2 separate regions of the Mus musculus genome follow, and region 1 is linked to region 2. A link is a contact called in public Hi-C data. All regions are on one chromosome and are shown on one strand. Each heading gives the region's core, a stretch centred on a gene start, on an enhancer-like site or on the middle of the called end of the contact. The rest is flanking DNA. Distances are from core to core; before and after follow the strand shown.

Region 1 (3,827 bases), core at 1,307-3,806, 680 kb after region 2:
CCCATTTCTGGTGGGGGATGTGCTGCCACTCATAGACCTCTGAAGTCCCAGGGTCTCACAACCGAAGCTTATAAACTTCCTGCAGGAAATGAGGATGGCCCCTCCTGATGGGAGGAGTCTATTAGAGGCTTAGAGCCTGCAGTTGGGAGCTCACCATTTCTTCCTGCTACAGGGGCATGACCACAGCCTAACATGTCCCAGCTCAGTCTAGCCAAGTGAATTTGCCCCTCCCCCTTCTGCCTCCTCTCCCACCTTGAGCTGACAGTACGGTGGCCACTGTGTGGTCCAGGATTATATTATAACTCAGTTTGACTTACATCTCAGTCTCTCCCAGAAGCTCCCTCATAGATATCCACATATCTGGGTACCCTACAGCTCAGTCAAGTTGACATACAAGATCAACCATTACACTATAATAAACTTATTTTAATAAAATCAGCAATCAGGCATGTTGGTGGTACAGACCTTTAGCCCTAGTACTCGGGAGGCAGAGGCAGGAGGATCTCTGTGAGTTATAGGACAGTCTGGTCTACATAACAAGCTCCAGGACAGCCAGGACTACACAGAGAGGTCTTGTCTCAAAATAAAACTAACAAAATCAGCAATGAGAAAGAGAGCCAAGGGCATATAAACTCAACCTAGCACACGCAGTCTAAAGATATCATAATCTTCATGACTTGGACAAGGTACTGGTGACATCTTGTGGATAGAGGGGCACTAACTCCCTGCCTGCACACAGAGGCCCTCCACAGCCAAGAAGTGTGGCCCCCAGACAGGGCCCAGTTTCAAAACCTTTACTCTAGTTTAAGTCAGTGATGAACTACTTACTCACCAGACAAGGTCCTATAATGTCAAAGATTCTAGAATATAGAAGAAATTTGCCAATTAAAAAAAATCCCAGATGAAAAGAGGTTTTAAAAATTAACACACTTCCGGGACTGGGGAGACGGGCGAGCAGCTAAGATTCCCTAGCTGCCCTTCCAGATGGCCTGGGTTCTCCAGTCCCAGGGGATCCGATGCCCTCTTCTGACCAGGCATGCACGTGGTGCACAGACACAGACGTGGGGTAAATACTCATGCACATAAAATAAAAATTAATAACCTACTTTTAAAATGGGGTTAAAGACGCTTAACGGTCTTCCAGAGGATTAGAGTTCTGTTCCTAGTACCCAATCGGGAGGCTCACAACCGCTTGCAACTCCAGCTCCAGAAGATCTATCGCCCTCTTCTGGCCTCTGCCGGTACTGCAGTCAAATGGCCACTGTGTGGTACGGGACCATATTTATAAGTTGAATCTCAGTCTCTCCCAGAAACATCCTGAGGGAGGGGAGCGGAGGGGGATGGGGCTCACTGGGCAGCCAGTCCAGCAGAAACAGCAAGAGACCCTATCTCAAAATGCGATGGAAAGTCATGGAGAGGTCGCCCGATGTTAACCTCCATCCAACCTTCACATGTTCACCCATGGATGCACACACACATACATAGCACTCACAAACCCATGAAAATTAAAAGGGGCCAGTAAGGAAGAGGAGGGGGATCATCAGGCACGGGAAGAGAAAAAAAAGATAGTAATACGCTATAAATACGTGACAGATGAACTATTACCAGGAACCCCGCTATTATTTACAGTTAATTTGTGCTAATTAAAACTTTTTTTTTTAAGAAAAATGCACCCGATCCATTCATCTGCAAACGGGTATGAAAGTTAATCTCATGCCAGGCTCAGTGTCTCAGATCGGTCCTAAGACACAGCTGCCACCACAGAGGATGCTGGATCTCAGCTGCTAACCCCATGCGCAGCTGCTAACCCCATGCGTGCGACCTTGAATGAGTTCAGTGACCTCCGGGCTTCAGCTTGTCATCTGCAAAAGCAAATAGCTAGGTTGCTTGACTGGCAGTGGCTCTCCCATGCTGTAATTAATTTGATGACTTCCCTCCTGTGAACTGGTGTGTGTGTGTGTGTGTGTGTGTGTGTGTGTGTGTGTGTGTGTGTGTGTGTGGCTTACCCCTCACTTGGGGAAAACCTAACAAAAATGAAAGAGGCATGAAATCAAACACTCAGAGATGCTGATAGCCAGACACCCAGGAGAGGTGACTACACGGAGGAGAAAGCTTTGGGAGGGGGAAGTGAGGCTAGATCCCTCGCTGAGGAAATGTGCCTCCGCTTCCAGTCTCCACAACAGCCACTCAGCCACGTCTGTAAGTCTGGTACAAATCATCACTGATGATCTTTGCAGATTGCCAGCTAAAATTAGTAGCGGATGTGCAGCTGACTTCGGAGTGACTACAGGGCTGGGGGGGGGGGGGGTGGCGGGGGAGGGGTTGCCCGTCGCTGATTTCTCGGGACCGCGGGTTTGCAAGGAACACTTGTCAGGTGCTTAAAATGTTTAGTGACCCTTAAAAGACAATATTGCAGCTCAGCCCAAGTGAGTATGTCTTCTCTGACAATCCCTTCTTCTTTTCCCAAAGTGATGAATGCAGTCGGAGGTAAGACAGTGACAGCCCTTAGGGGCGTTGGGCAGGTTGCCTACTGCACTGTGATAGGTGTTGCCACGCACGCTGGGTCTCTGTAGAAAGCCTAGGTGGGTGGCGCCCCCTAGAGTTCATCACTGCTCAGCGCGCCCAGCACTGAAGTCCATTCTTCTGAGACCAAAACCTAAAGTTAAAAGGTCTCCAATGACACAAACCGTACAGCCAACAGAGGATTCTTTCAGGAAACGGTGGAAACAGCCGGTGCTGTGTATCCCAGAGGGTCACCTGGTTTCCAGTTGTCTTGCTTAGTTTTTTTCATCAACTTGACACAAGCTAAAGTTATCCTCAATTGAGAAAACGCCTCCATCAGATTGGCATGTAGGCGAGCCTGAGGGTGAGCATTTTCTTAATTAATGATTGATGGGGGAGGGGTCAGACCGTTATGGGCGGTGCTACCCCTGGCCAGGTGGTCCGAGGGGTGTATAAGAAAGCCGGCTGAGCAAGCCCTGTGCCTCTGTTTCAGCTCCTCATCTTGGCTTCCCACAGTGGGCTGTGACCCTGGGTGTGTAAGCCAAATGAACCGTCTCCTCTCCAGGTTGCTTCTGGTCATGGTGTTTTACCATAGCACCAGAAAGCCTAACAAAGACGCAAGTTTGTGTGATTCATCATCTGTAGGTGTCCTCAAACTGCATGGTGAGCCAAAATTACCTAGAAGGGCTGGTTTCCAAGACTGACTCTCAACCAATTCTCAATGGGAATTGGTCAGTGAACACACACACACACACACACACACACACACACCTATTACAAGATGGAGACAGGAAATTAAAATACATCAGCTGCTTTGAGAAAATGAAAGTAATAGACCTTTTTTACATTGATAATTTTTACATTGACTACGCATGAGGAGGATAATAGTTCAGGTGTTTGGGTTACAGAAAATGCGCTAAGTTAATCTCATCTAGAAAGCATAAAGAAAACATGGACCATGTCCATTATCCAATTTGATTTGGCTGTAAAGAAGAATGCACCTGCACCGTTTACAGGAAACTGGATGGAACTGGATGGAACTGGACGTCATCGTGTTAGGGAAGATAAATATCACGTTTCCTTTCACATGCAGAATCTAAATTGAATGCCTGCTCAGGTGTGCCTGCATGTGGTGTGTGCACATGTGTGCATGTGTGTGCATGTCTGTTTGTGTGTATCTGTGTAGGGGTGTGTGTGCATGTGTGTGCATGCTTGTGTTTGCACATTTGTGCACGTGTGTGTGTGTGTGTGACAGGAGAACAAAGAAGGGATTGTTTGTGGGAGGAATGAGACTAGCAGATTGGAGTGCAGGTATGATGTGTATG
Region 2 (4,264 bases), core at 887-3,386:
ATTTGTAAGCAGATGTGACTCATTCCTTGTGATTGTAAAGACTATTCCCCAACATGATGTGTGTGTGAATATGTGTTTCTGTGTACCTGTGTCTGTGTGTGTGTGCGTTTCTGTGGGTGCATGCTAGGTAAGGGTGCCAGTATGCATGCACGTGTGGTGCGCACGCATATAGAGACCCCAAGTCAACCTTGTGTGTTGTTCCCCGGGAACCACCCATTTTGTTGAATGAGACAAAGTCTCCCATTGGCCCAAGTCTGTCAGTGAGAACGGGCGATCCACCTGCCCACTTATTCAGCACTTGATACACAGACACCACCCCACCCAGCTGGTACGAAGACGCAACGCACGAAGCGTTTACTAAGAGTGCTCCTGGGCTATTTTCCATGCTCCTTCCACAATTTGGGTGTTTTGTTGTGTTGTGCTTTTTCTCTGTGTAGTCCTGACTGTCTTGAAACTCCCTCCATGGACCAGGCTGGCCTTGAACTCACAGAGATCCACCTGCCTCTGCCTCCTAAGTGATGGGATTAAAAGCATGTACCACCACACTTGGCATTTCCACAATTTTTGTGACTGTAAATGTCTTGTGTGTGTGTGTGTGTGTGTGTGTGTGTTTTTTTAAAGGTTTTATTATATATATAATAAAATCCATATATATATATATGTTGTAGCTGTCTTCAGATACACCAGAAGAGGGTGCTAGATCCCATTACAGATGGTTGTGAGCCACCACATAGTTGCTAGGATTTGAACTCAGAACCTCTGGAAGAGCAGTCAGTGCTCTTAACCGCTGAGCCATCCATAGGTTAATTCCTATTCCTAATGAGGGGAGAGAGAGAGAGAGAGAGAGAGAGAGAGAGAGAGAGAGAGAGAGAACTTTGTGGCTACATGCCTGTAGACCAGGAATATCCAAGATGACTAGGAAGGGATTGGAATACATTGGATGATACTCCTGGGAAGCATTTAGGGAAACCTTGGAGGTGAGATTCATGGAGCTCAGACCTTCACCCTAGACCCCTCTTCAACTGGTTGTTTGGGGGAGAGAAATGCTCATCTCATGTCATTCTGTCCCTCCACACGACACCCCATCCCACAGGCTCTGGAAGGGTTCTGCCATCCCCTCCCTCACCCCCACAGACCCTGCATAATGTAGATTTAATTCCATCTAGATGATCTTTAATCTTTGGCACTGCACAGCAGACCTTGGCGGGCAGTGTGACAAGGCTCCTCTAAATAAAAGGACCTCGGTTCCAAGTTCTCTGTGCCCTTTACCTCCCCAAGGGCTGGGATTTTCTATTCCCTTCTCTTCAGCCTCCCCCCACACTCTGCCTCCAGTCACTCTCCTTCCATTGGCCCTTTTCTGGAACTAGATGCAGAGATGAGAGTCTGGGAGGGAGTGACTGACTGTTCCTGCTTCTAGTGTTGGTGCGAAGTGGGGAGCATCCTCAGGAGATGACCTCTGACCTGAGGCTGGGCTACCTCTCTTCATGTCCATTATTTAACACTAGGGTGAAGCACGGATCACCCCAAACTCAGCATTTTTCCTATGGAAGGGAGACTTTCCCACACTAACTTATGCGTAGCCAGTTAGTGTGTGCACCCTGCAAAGCCTGGTGCACTCAGTACGCACTCAGGACATGCCGCTTGATAGGATTACGGTGATTTCAAAAGCCACAGAGATTACCAGGCTCTTGCATCAAAGCAAGCTCTGGAAGTTGAAGACAGATTCAGTTCTGGCAGTGAGCCCTGTCTTCTGGTTCTCTCTACTCCCTCCGAGCCAGCCCTGGGCACAGTGCATGCTGGGGGATTGTTTCCTTACTCTCTCACAGCCTGCAGACTTCCAAGCTTGTCACCGGGCAGATAATTGAGTTCATCTCCTCCAGCGGAAACTGGCACAACTCGCGTGGGGCTTCCGTGATGTGTTTGCCAGTGACGGAATCGCCTGCTCTTGGGATGGAAGGCCCTGGCACTGTCCATCTCAGGGCTATCCTTACAGGGCACATAGGATTCCCAAAGCCTGCCCCTACCTGTGCCTGGTTCCCCTGTCTCCTGCTGCTCACGTGCAGAGGGCAGGTGTATGCGCTGGTGCAACATTTGCCTTTCCAGCCTCTGTAAGCACCCTCTTTGATCTGCTGTGTGTAGGAAGGTTACTGGGCAAACCCATGTGTGGGTAGGACTAGAGAGGCCACGGTTTTAGGAGGGTGTGTCTTTGTACCGTGGGAGCCAGCCTTAAATACCACCTCTGTCCATGATGAACTGTGCAACCTGGTGTCTTCTACTCCCCATGAGCTATGAGGGGACAATCCTCTTTCCTGCCTTCCTGGGGAGGAAACATCTGGAAAGCACTCGACACACAGTAAGGCAAGCTTGACACACAGAGGAAGCTCTTAATAAAAAAGAAGCTTTTTTTCTTCATCTTTATTATGACTCCCCTGGGCTTAGAGCTGATCTCTGGGGAAGAAGTTTCCTTTTAAGCTTCTGGATTGTCACAGGTGGGAGCAGTTTCACAGAAAACGCCTGGCAGCTGGGCTGAGGCTCTGACTTCCTGCATTTGTATGCTTCGGGGATGTTTGGATAAGCCACTGCCTGCTCTGGAACCTCAGTTTCTCCATCTGTAAAGTGGGGATAACAGAATGAGAATGAATACAAGAAAGAGGCCTTGACATTCCACCTAATAGCCCCTTAGTTACAGAGATAGAGAAACGGGAGTGGTGAGGTCAGAAGGTCCAGAGGTTAAGAGAGTGTAGATGGTGGATAGCAGATGGCAGTAGAACTCTTTAAGGTTTTGTAGTGGTCATGGTAAGAACTCCAGCTTTTTCTCTGAATGAACTGAGATGTGCAATATTTGAATAGAGTTATGTCATCATCTGAGTAATGTTTTACCAGGAGGGAGCACTCTATGAAGTGTGTGTCAGAAGATAAATGTGTGAATGAAGCATGGGACGTTCATGCAGTGTGGAGTATCATGCAGTCATAAAGGGGATGAGGGGCAGACAAGATGCAGTATAAACAACCACTGAAAATGTACTGAATGAGAAAAGCCAGGCAGGGTCTCATGTCACACAAACACACATGTACACACATAGACATTCTCTCTCTCTTTCTCTCTCTCTCTCTCTCTCTCTCTCTCTCTCACACAAACACACACATATACAGATACACACAGACACAAACACATGCACACAGACACATACACACATATACAAACATAAAGAAACATGAACAGATACAGACATACACACAAGGGCACACACACATGTTCACACAGGCATACACACACATACACACAGATGTACATGCACATATATACATACACAGACACATATACACACATACACTGACACGTGCATATACACGAGACACACACACATACATACATATAAGCACACACATACACAAATATACATATATACACCCATACACTCACATTCACACACACATACATACAGGCACACATACACAAACATATACATATACAAACACACACATACATATATGCACACACATACACACATGCACATACATATATGCACACACATACACACACATACACATATACATACACTCACAAACATACATACATACACTGACACATACATACTCACACACATGCATACACAGACATATACATATACACATATACACATAGATATATACACACATACACTCACACACATACATACACACATACATTTACATACATACATGACATGCATATAGTTCTACTTAGTTGAACTCCTTTGATTAGGTTGGGTACACTCAGGGAGACAGTGTATCAGTTATCAGAGACAGAGACAGGTTGGATGAGGACAGTCACGGAGCTCTTGCATAAAATACAATTAGAGGAAACAATGTTAGTGATGGCCTGTGACTTGAATATGATCAATGTCCCTGAGCCGTGCACCAGCAGAGATGGTAGAAGGGTGAATTTTCTTTTACGACAATACTGTTTTAAAAGCTTGACCATCATGGGGACAAAATGGCTCAATGAAGAAATGCACCTACAACTTGAGCTTGATCCCCAGGACCCACATGGCGGAAGAAGTAAGATGACTCCCACAAATTTCCCTCTGACCTCCACACATACATTGTGGGATATGAAGGCCCCTCCCTCATAAACATAATAAAAATTTTGACTGTTGAGACATGCATAGGAATAGTCTTTGTTATAATACAGACTTAGATCAAAAAGTAGGGAATGGTTGAAGACTTGATATATTTGTGGAGTTTCCTGGTGGGCTCTGGGTGGCATCAGTAATTCTCAGTC

Evidence for each region. Hi-C and Micro-C count contacts between places; a contact is called where the count stands out from the background.
Region 1: a contact with region 2 is called in a Hi-C map of the N1E-115 cell line, with 7 times the contacts expected there. The contact joins two enhancer-like sites. A contact is called at or near these places in 5 of 484 Hi-C or Micro-C datasets (the N1E-115 cell line, cerebellar granule neurons, cerebellum and 1 more) and 1 of 115 datasets of contacts at active chromatin or transcription factors (embryonic stem cells).

The regions. Positions count from the first base shown.
Region 1 is chr5:117,067,140-117,070,966 of GRCm38.p6, forward strand. No RefSeq gene overlaps it. Among named protein-coding and RNA genes, the nearest start is that of Gm42011, 6.9 kb to the right of the region's middle. Within about 2 kb of position 2,557, at least 30 of the 459 cell types and tissues checked have an H3K27ac peak or open chromatin away from gene starts, as enhancers often do. A contact at or near this core is called in the N1E-115 cell line, where this site is marked.
Region 2 is chr5:116,388,270-116,392,533 of GRCm38.p6, forward strand. No RefSeq gene overlaps it. Among named protein-coding and RNA genes, the nearest start is that of Gm36841, 16 kb to the right of the region's middle. Within about 2 kb of position 2,137, at least 45 of the 459 cell types and tissues checked have an H3K27ac peak or open chromatin away from gene starts, as enhancers often do. A contact at or near this core is called in the N1E-115 cell line, where this site is marked.